2 separate regions of the Mus musculus genome follow, and region 2 is linked to region 1. The links are chromatin contacts, called in public HiChIP or PLAC-seq maps. All regions are on one chromosome and are shown on one strand. Each heading gives the region's core, a stretch centred on a gene start, on an enhancer-like site or on the middle of the called end of the contact. The rest is flanking DNA. Distances are from core to core; before and after follow the strand shown.

Evidence for each region. HiChIP or PLAC-seq counts read pairs in DNA pulled down with a chosen protein or histone mark.
Region 2: an H3K4me3 HiChIP or PLAC-seq map of bone marrow-derived macrophages shows a contact between it and region 1, with 4 times the contacts expected there. The contact joins the enhancer-like site here to the promoter of Dot1l in region 1. A contact is called at or near these places in 8 of 39 promoter capture datasets (the C10 cell line, the HPC-7 cell line, cranial neural crest and 5 more), 2 of 15 datasets of contacts at CTCF or cohesin (CD8 T cells and the NIH/3T3 cell line), 6 of 484 Hi-C or Micro-C datasets (CD8 T cells, the G1E-ER4 cell line, cardiomyocytes and 2 more), 14 of 115 datasets of contacts at active chromatin or transcription factors (the 230-238 cell line, CD8 T cells, the HPC-7 cell line and 9 more) and 1 of 9 other capture datasets (adipose tissue).

The regions. Positions count from the first base shown.
Region 1 is chr10:80,752,312-80,757,173 of GRCm38.p6, reverse strand. It overlaps Dot1l (DOT1-like, histone H3 methyltransferase (S. cerevisiae)), which reads right to left and starts at 1,971. Exons shown (of 28, transcript NM_199322.2): 1 at 1,650-1,971. The coding sequence starts at 1,730.
Region 2 is chr10:80,946,853-80,951,714 of GRCm38.p6, reverse strand. It overlaps Gng7 (guanine nucleotide binding protein (G protein), gamma 7), which reads left to right. Exons shown (of 4, transcript NM_010319.3): 4 at 1-3,091. The coding sequence ends at 94. Among named protein-coding and RNA genes, the nearest start is that of Gadd45b, 19 kb to the right of the region's middle. Within about 2 kb of position 2,969, at least 104 of the 459 cell types and tissues checked have an H3K27ac peak or open chromatin away from gene starts, as enhancers often do. A contact at or near this core is called in the G1E-ER4 cell line, the NIH/3T3 cell line, bone marrow-derived macrophages and 3 more, where this site is marked.

The sequences.
Region 1 (4,862 bases), core at 722-3,221:
ACACATTCTCCCGGGTGAACACTGCAGAGTTGCTGATCATTCCCTGGACTTTCTAGAAAAAGCTGCTAGCAGAGAACACAATGTGACAGCCAAGGAAGTGGGAGGCAAATGACAGAAGGACAGTGGAGGGGAGGCTGAGGTGGCTGAAGTAGGCTGCACCTCGACTGTGACCACAACTCACAGAACTGCCCTGCGAAGGGTGGCTAGTCAGAACAGCCAACTCTGAGAGGGAACGTACTAAAGAGTGTGCTCTTCCAGACAGCCTCACCAGACAACCTCCCGGACTTCCCAACCTCTCAGACTCCACCAACACCAGGGGACAACTTTTCCCATTTCCCACAGTCCTTCCAGTCGTGGTAAGAAGAGGGACAAGCCTCCCCAATTTCTCAGACTCTTTGTAGGCAGACCACCAACCAGGAACCCACACTATAGACCAGGTTGGTCAGGACTCCTCCTGCCTCTGCCAAGTGCCAGGATTAAAAGTGTGTGCCACCATGACCAGCATACACACAAACAGATATTTCAAAATTCCTATTACATTTGTGAGTGGCTGTGTCTGTGCACACAGTGAGGTCAGAGAACTTGTGGAAGTTGGTACTCTCCCTTCTGCCCATGTCCCAAACATGGAACTCAGATTATAAGACTGTTGCTGAGCCATCTTGCTGACCTCAGGAGAGTTGAGTGGACACTTGTGGGAATGTTCAAGGACACACAGGGCTGCCTAATTCGAAGAGGCAGAGGACAGGTGCAAGGGCATCCCAGGACACACATGTTCCCTGGGACCCCAGTGAGGATGTGAACTCAGCAGCACCAGGGAACCCCACTGCTGTATCTTCTACTCAAAGCATACAAAGGGCCACAAGGGGACAGTACACTGACCTCCGCAGGCCCTCCTGGACTTCAGAACCCACTTGCCTCTGGCACTTCCACTTTAAGGGATAACACCTCCAGCTTTGCAGAGTCGCACCAGCTCTACCCACCAGCATGAGAGGACAACCTCCAGACTCCCTAAGTCCCCTCTAGCCATGCCACCAACATTAAGAAACAACTGCTCCAGCATTCCAATGTACCTCCAGGCCAATCCACCAACGTCAAACGACACATGAGGTACAAATTGAGATGACAACCTCTCTAACTTCTCAGGTTCTTTCAGCCGGGCACCCTGACATGAAGAAACAACTATTCGGAGCCCTCCTACCACTCCACGAACGTGGGGGGACAACCCAAACCCAAGGGCCAACCTCCCCCTGACTTCCTAGGGTTCTTTTTAGCACCTGCCCATGAACATCAAAAGGTGACAACGAGAAAGGGCATAGAGGACAATAGGAGAAGGCATCAGGATAAGAAACAGATGACTGGAAGAGGGCACGTGAGGTGACAATTTGAGGTGACAACATGAGGGGTCGCCACGAAAGGCAAGGAATCCCCGACTTCTCAGTCTCTACACCCCTGCCCACAAGGTCGGTCCAGACTCAGGTCCTCAAAGGCTGGAGACGCGGGGCTCCGGGCCGGCGGCGGCGACAACGCGACCGGCCGCGTCAGGGCAACGGCAGGCGCGGGCCGAGAACGGCCAAGGACCCGCCGCCGCCGCCGCTGCCGCCGCGGAGCCCCACGACTCCTACCCCCGCGTTCTCCGCAAGTACACTCACGTAGACCGGCAGCGGCCACGGGTAGACGGCGGGCTCGGCGCCCACAGGCGACTTGAGCCTCAGCTCCAGCTTCTCGCCCATGTCGGCGCGCGCGGCCGCCGCACCATGCTAGGCGGGCGGTTGGGGGAGGGGCGGGGCCACCGGCGGGAAGCCGGGCGGGCGGACACGGGCGGACGCGGGGCGGACGGCTGAGGACAGACGGCCCGGCCTGTGCCTCGGCCGCCGCTCCCGTGTGGCCCCAGCTCCCCTCTTTGTAGGAGTCACAGAGCCGGGGCGTCTAGAGCCGCCGCCATCTTGGGCCGGCGTGAGGAGAAGGCACAATGAGCCGGGGGGTCGGGCGGAACCACTCGGCGAGCGCGCGCGGGGGAGGCCGGGAGCCAAGAGGCGGTGCGCGCCCAGAGCCTCCGCCCGCCGCGCCGCGCGCGCCACCCCTCGCACGCCACGCCCCCTTGGACTCGCCCTCCTCCGACCGACGCACGCACTTACGCACGCAGCGGCGCACGCACGTCCTCGGTTGCCCTCCGACGTCGCCGCCAGCCGGAAGCGGGGACCCGGGGAAACCCTGCGGAGGAAAGCGAGAGAGACCAGGCGGGGTCAAGTTCAAATCCCAGTTGCACAGGCTTGCTTCGCGTCCCTTCGCTTTGCTTTGCTTTTTTCTTTTCTTTCCATTTCCTGTTCTTTTTCTTTCTCTTCCCTTCCCGTCAATTTTCTTTTTCTGTTTTTCTGGCTTTTTCTTTCTTTCTTTTTTTTTTCATTTTTCAATTTTTCCCCTTCTTTAGCTTTTCTATTTTTTCACTTTTCTAGCCTATCTGCTTATTGTTTATTTACATGCTTTTTTTTTTTTTTTTTTTTTTGAGACAGGGTGTCCCTGGCTGTCCAGGAACTCATTCTGTTGACCAGTCTGACCTCGAATTTACCAAAATCCACCTGCCTCTGCCTCCTGAGAGCTGGGATTAAAGATGTGAGCAATAAGTTAATTAATAAATCATCAGTCAAATTGGACCCTATAGGTCGGAGGCTCTCAATTAAGAGTTCAAAGCAATGTTATTCTCTGACCTGCCCAGAACTTTACAGAGTCAGGAGCCAAACTTATTTCCTTCTTAGGCCATTCCAATCCTTCTAATACTTAAGTTCCCTCCCCCCAAAACCTTCTGAGAATAAGTTACCTTGAGGTGAGCTGTCACCAGCTCACCAGCCGCTTCTGGATAGCTGCTTCTTCTTCCTGACTACATGGGAGTGAATGTAATCTAGGGGAGATGGCTCCCACCCCTCATCCTAGCGCTTGCCAGCCCCCAAAAGAAGGATCCGGAGCTAGAAGCCATGCTGAGCTACCAAGTAAATTCCGGGCCAGCCTGGGCAACTCAGTGAGCCCTCGTTCCAAAACTAAATGACGTGGTAAAAGACTCTGTAGCTTGGTGTCTCAGTCAGGGCTTCTATTCCTGCACAAACATCAGGACCAAGAAGCAAGTTGGGGAGGAAAGGGTTTATTCACCTTACACTTCCACATTGCTGTTAATCACCAAAGGATGTCAGGACTGGAACTCAGGCAGGTCAGGAAGCAGGAGCTGATGCAGAGGCCATGGAGGGATGTTCTTTACTGGCTTGCTTCCCCTGGCTTGCTCAGCTTGCGCTCTCTCTCTCTCTCTCTCTCTCTCTCTCTTAAATACATTTTTTTCCCAAGACAGGGTTTCTCTGTGTAGCCCTGGCTGCAGCTTGCTCTCTTATAGAACCCAAGACTACCAGCCCAGGGATGGCACCACTCACAAGGGGACCTCCCCCCTTGATCACTAATTAAGAAAATGCCTTACATGGGCTGGTGAGATGGCTCAGTGGGTAAGAGCACCTTACTGCTCTTCCAAAGGTCCGAAGTTCAAATCCCAGCAACCACATGGTGGCTCACAACCATCCATAATGAGATCTGACTCCCTCTTCTGGGGTGTCTGAAGACAGCTACAGTGTACTTACATATAATAAAAATAAATTAAAAAAAAAAAAGAAAAAAGAAAATGCCTTACAGCTGGATCTCATGGAGGCATTTCCCCAGCTGAAGCTCCTTTCTCTGTCAAGTTGACACAAAACTAGCCAGTACACTTGGTATGATGTAAGCAGGTCAAGAAACTGAACTTGCCAGGTAACTCATGGGTTACACAGGGCTCTTGGGACACAGGCAGAGGCAGGTGGATAGCCTGGGCCTGAGCCGAGATTATCCTTCCTTGCAGAAGTCTGCATTGGCTCTTCCTAGATTGCTCTATTGTTTTTATTTGTTGGCTTCTATGTTTTTTTGTTTGTTTGTTTTTTGGTTTGGTTTTTCGAGACAGGGTGTGCCACCACACCCGGCGGCTTCTACGTTTGATTTTGTTATCTTGTTTTACTTTTTTTTTTTTTTTTTTTTTTGAGAGGAGATCATTGTGTAGCTTTGAAAGTTGATATGTGCAGGGCAGTGGTGGCATGCATCTTTAATCCCAGCACTTGGGAGGCAGAGGCAGGTGGATTTCTGAATTCGAGGCCAGCCTGCTCTACAGAGTGAGTTCCAGGACACCCAGGGCTATACAGAGAAACCCTGTCTGGAAAAAAATTTTAAAAAACAAAACAAAACAAAACAAAAGAAAGTTGATAAGTAGCCCAGGCTGGCCTTAAACTCACAGAGATCGGCCTGCCTCTGCCTCCCGAGTGGAGTGCTGAGATAAAGCCCTCTGGAGGCACCATGTCCATTCTGCTTCAGCTTTGGCTGGTTGTTGCTGGTGGTGTTCTTGGGACAGTCTTCTGTAGGCCAGAATGACCTTGAATGCCTTTTCTTTTTCTTTTCTTTTCTTTTCTTTTCTTTATTTCCTGCTTGATTAAGGAAATGAACTTGAGCAAATACTGTCCCACTAAGCTAGTCTAAGAGCAGACCTTGACCAGCAGCCCCCCAGCCTGCTGCTGCAGTGACAGACTGTGAACGTTCTTTATATCTGACCTACTTCCTCATGCCCTTTAGAGAGAAGGCCAATCCTGTTACTCACTCTAGGGGATTCCTACACAGAGCTCTCCTCCGTGCCTTGTAGCTATTACTTTCTCCTTGTGTTGTCCAGAGTGAGGCTCATCTTTCCCTACAAGACAATGTCCCAACTTCAGTGGTAGTGGAGAGAATTTCCCAGGTCTCTCATGCTTTCATTGCCAGAGCTAATAGGGCATAGCCTGGTGCCTCCTAGGAGCTAGGGCCAAGCACTTCCT
Region 2 (4,862 bases), core at 1,720-4,219, 190 kb before region 1:
CTGTGAGCAACATGCCCGCAACGATCCCTTGCTGGTTGGCGTGCCAGCCTCTGAGAATCCATTCAAAGACAAAAAGCCTTGCATAATTCTCTAGTTCTCTCTCTTTCTCTCTCTCTTCCCCATCTCTCCCTCTCTTTCTCCCCACCCCGGAGGTATTGGTCCAATTTTTCCTGTAAGGAAAATATTTGAATCCTTCCCACTTTGAATTCTAAAGGAACAAAAACCATTGTGAATGCCGGGATCTTCCTGACCTAGCTGGAGTTTATGAACCCAGGTGGGGCTCTGACTGTCGCCTGGCCTAACTGAGATGTTAGCCTCGTCACCCCCACCCCCTCTTTTCAAGAGTCACTACTGTGGCCCATTTTTAAAGCTCCCCTTAGTTGCCTTGGGGAAAGGGCTCCGTTGATAAACGGGATTGCCTTGCAAGCGTGAGGACCCTAGGTGCGGCGCGGTCCTCAGGTCCCACAGAAAGCATGCAGGTGCAGTGTCACAAGGTTGTATGTACTTCAGCACTTGGTAGGCAAGGCAGAAGGGTCCCCAGGGCTTGAGGGACTGCCATTCTAGTTGTCAGTAAACTCCAGACAGAGGAGGACACCCAGCCTTGACCTCTGGCTCCACCCGCGCGGGGCACACACAATGCACCCTGTGCTGCCCTGTGTCCTTCCAGAGTGGCCCTGTCATGTACACAGTGACGCCATTTCTCCAGAGACATGGCCCATTCCAGAGACGGGCATCTGGGTCTCCATTCAAAGGAAGCTCTTGCTGGTATGACCGAGTGTGTAATTTTGTCTCCTAAGCCTGAGATCCACGTGGTCATTGGTGGCTCCCCATTTTCTCCCAGTTACACAGTTATCCAGGTAGTTGTGAGGGCAGAAATGCAGATTAGTTATCTCTCGAGGTGATCGAGGAGTGACGGGGTTCTCCGTCCCACATCGTGACTGTGGCTCCAGATCCCCCTGCCTCCTTCCTAGGACAAACTATTTTGTAACTAGCTAGAATCCAAGCCCCTCAGTGTGGGGACTGTAGCCCTGGTCTGCACTCCCAGATTGGGGGATTCTAGGCAGGGCTCCACCCAGACCACACCCCAATGAGGATTTGGGGACTCTAGGCGGGGCTCCACCCCGAACTGCGACCTCAGCCCCTTACTGGGGCATTCTAGGTGGGGCTCTACATTGACCACTCCCCCAGCCCCTCACTGGGAGATTGTAGTCTGGGGCTCCACCCTGACCACGCCCCTAGACCCTTGTTGGTAGATTCTCCACAGCATTCTACCCCTGAGCCAGGCCTCTTCTCTTTCTATTTTGTGAACAGAGCCCTAGAGTCCAGGCTGGCCTGGAACAGGAGATCTTCCTGCCTCTGTCTCCAGAGTACCTACATGACGGTCTTGTGCTTGCATGCCTGGCATTGGATTGGACTGAAGAAAACATGCCCTCTGTCTGTAACAGTGACAGTGGCAGGTATAGGGAGGACACGACTTGGGTGTGCCAATGCGGTGTGCAGCCACACACAGAGGCAGCCTAAGCATTTGAAAGACCCCAGCTGCCTCTTTCTCCTGCCAGATCAGTATGGGAGCAAACCGCAGAACTGAAGCCAGTCTAGTTGTTCCCTGTATCCCTGGTGGAAATCTGCTGCCAAAAGCCTGGGCCAGGCTGATCCCTGGGCAAAGTGAAAGGGGTGAGCACAGTTAGCTCATCTTCTAGCCAGTTAGGCATGACCTACCGCCTAGGTAAGGTGGCAGGCTCCCCCAAATCCATTTGATGGAAACAGGAAAAGAAGTCTGGGGTGTGACTAAGGGGAGGCATTGCAGGTGCTAAGAGCGCCCCCCTCCCACTTCCCCCTCCATGGGCTGGGTCCCAGAGAGCACAGACCAAGGGTCTGGCTTCTGTGCATCAGCTCCCATTACTGGTCAGAGAGGGCCAGCAACTTTGGTCAGCCTGACTCTCAGAACCTGGCTTGAGTCAGAAAAGCCAGTTTCCCCCACCCTCAAACTACAGCCACCTTGCATTAGGCTAGGAACCAGGTCCCAGGATGTGTGTCCCCAGCTACACTGGCAAGGAGAAAGGAAAGCTGGAAATCTGGGGACCAGGGCTGCAGAGCACCCACCCAGCATGCTGGAAAGCTGGGTTCCACCCCAAGCTCGAAGTAACCAGGCACGGGCACTGGGGTAGGCAGATCAGGACTTCAGGGTCTTCCTCAGCTACATAATGGGCTCAAGGCTAACCTGGACTACATGAGACCATGTCTCAAATTCAGTGCACTCTCTCACTCTCTCACATCACGACAGCAGATGCCTGCCTGGCCAGCCTGTGTGTGGTCGGAGCATTTTGTTTCTCTCCTCTGGGACAAAAAACTCAAATCTGCATCTCTGCCCACACTTCCAGTTCTCCCTCCCTAGGTGACTCACAGGCCAAGGACAAAGTGACTTCTTGTTCCCAAGGAAGGTAGGACGTGCTTGGCTGATGTATCCAGGATGGACCTTGGGCCCCAATAGCCCTTGTGTGCCCTCCTAACCACTGGAGCCCTGCCTCAGCTTAGAGATACTTAGGGAAACCAGAACACAACAGAGCCATCAGGAGCCAAGATTGGGGGCCCTCACCTTCAATCCCAACACTTGGGAGACAGAGGCAAGGGGATCTCCGTGAATTCGAGGCCAGCCTCATCTACAGAGTGAGTTCCAGGACAGCCAGGGTTGTAGAGACACCGTCTAAAAACAAAATAAAACAACCAAAACTGTTAGACCTGCTGCAGCTTGAGCCACCCAGGAGGGACTTCCAACCTAAGGAGAAGGTTGGTGGGCATGGGGGGGTGTATCCTACACAGAAGCCATATACACTGGCCAGATGTCACATGGCACTTTCCATTTCCGTCCCCACTTCAGGGCTGGCTCCTCCCCCTCACGCTCCAGGGCTGGCTCCTACCCCTTCAGACTCCTCCCCCTTCCCTCTGCTTTGTGAAGCTGGTTGGTTTTTATTTCTGATTAAAAAAAAAACTTTTTCCCGTGTGCCACGCCCACTCTCCCAGTGTTACTATTGTGTGGAATGAGGTCACAGGAGAGTGACTCCTCCATAATAAAAGCCTCGATTTTCCTTTTGTCTCGACTCTAAATTATTTTTCTCTCCCTTGCCTGGATGGCTCAGATAATGTAAGGGACAGTGGCCAGCCTTCCACACCCCCTTCCTCAGGGACTCCATCGGACACCTGGGATGAGGGAGGAGTGAGGCTCAGGCCGGGTGGACTGTAGGTCTGCTCATTGAACTGTTTTATTTTGAGACAAGCATCTCACATAGTCCAGGCTGGCCTCGAACTCATTGTACAGTGTGGGCTAGCCTGACCTTCCTGCCTGTAACTCCTGAGTACTGGATGACAAGTATGGCCAGCATAGTTGGGTCCCCAAAGTGCTAGGAGTGGGAGCCAGGTATTTGTTCATACTGGGTTAGTGCTCCACCCACTGTGCTCCACCCTGGCCTTTTGTTTTGTTTGGAGACAGGCACACTGTTTACCTGCCTAGAGTCACCCAGTAAGGGGCTCAGAACATGGGTTAGTGAAAGAAAACTCACACTACATGTGCAAAGGCCCTGGGTTCAATCCCAGCACCATAAAAGATAGAAGACCTTTCATTCCTAAACACTTGTGCGATCAGAGGTTCAACACAGGCATCCCTTGGCTGCAGTCCAGGCCTGCAGGGACTGTCCAGGAAGAACCTGCAGTTGTTCCCTCACAGTAGCCTGAGGCCCTGCATTCCTTGGCTCAAAGCCCCAGCCTCCTCCTTTGGAGCCAGCAGGGCAGTATCTTCCAGTCTGTCTGCCTGTCACCTATCTGCCTCCTTCTGAGGACCAAACTGATGCAGCAAGTCCTGGATAATCCAGGACAGCCCCCAGCTCGGGACCCTCAGCTTGATCTCTGTAAAGTTTCTCCTCCCTGGGAGATGACGTGTCACAGATCTGAGGGTGCAGATAAGGTGGTCTTTGGGGCTTGTAGCAGCCCCCATGCCTGACTGCCACAGAACTTGAGTTTGAGGCAGACATCTATTGGACCCAAGGTTCAGGGTGAACTAGGACAGCGAGGAGGGAGGGAGAGCCGACTAGAAAGGGTGTGTTGTTGACTTAGCCACCACTTACTGTGGCCTGTGGTTTCGTCTGAGGGACCATGGCCTGACAAACTCACCTGGGCATCGATCTGGGATCCCAGGGGAGGAGGAGGAGAGGATAGCTTCCAGGCTCCACTTTGCACAGGGGTCCCTGTCTGCTCTGTGAGTGGAAGGCTCTCCTGTATAAGAGGTCACAGTGTGAGACATCAGTGACAACCCCCACCCCCAAATAGAGTCAGCCTTCCCAGGACAGTGAAGGCTCAGGAGGAAAAAAAAGAGAGAACAAGACAGTTTTATGGAAGTGTCTGGTGTGTGTGTGACAGTGGCAGCAGCAGCATCCCTGAACCAAGTTAATGCGAGTGAATCACAGGCCACACCCCCATAGGCTCTGCAGTCCCACACACCCTCCAGAACAGCTTCTCAGAGGCCCTAAAGGTCCTAAAGGGCTCTGTGTAAGCTTTCCCGTGAAAGAGGCAGATCAAGCCACAAGACTCAGGGGCAGCACATGGGGAGGGGGTGGTGTCCAAGGCAGGAGGATCTGGAGTGCAAGGCTAGCTTGAGCTACAGAATGAGTCCCTGGTGCTGGCGAGGTGGATCGGCAGTTAAGAGCACTGACTGCTCTTGCAGAGGTCCCAGTTTCAATTCCCAGCAAGTTACATGGCAGCCTACAACCCCCTATGACTTCAGCTCCATGGGAATCTGACGCCCCCTCTGGCCTCTGCGGGTACTGCACTCGAACGCAGTACAAATAACTAAAAGCAAGAGAAATGTTTCT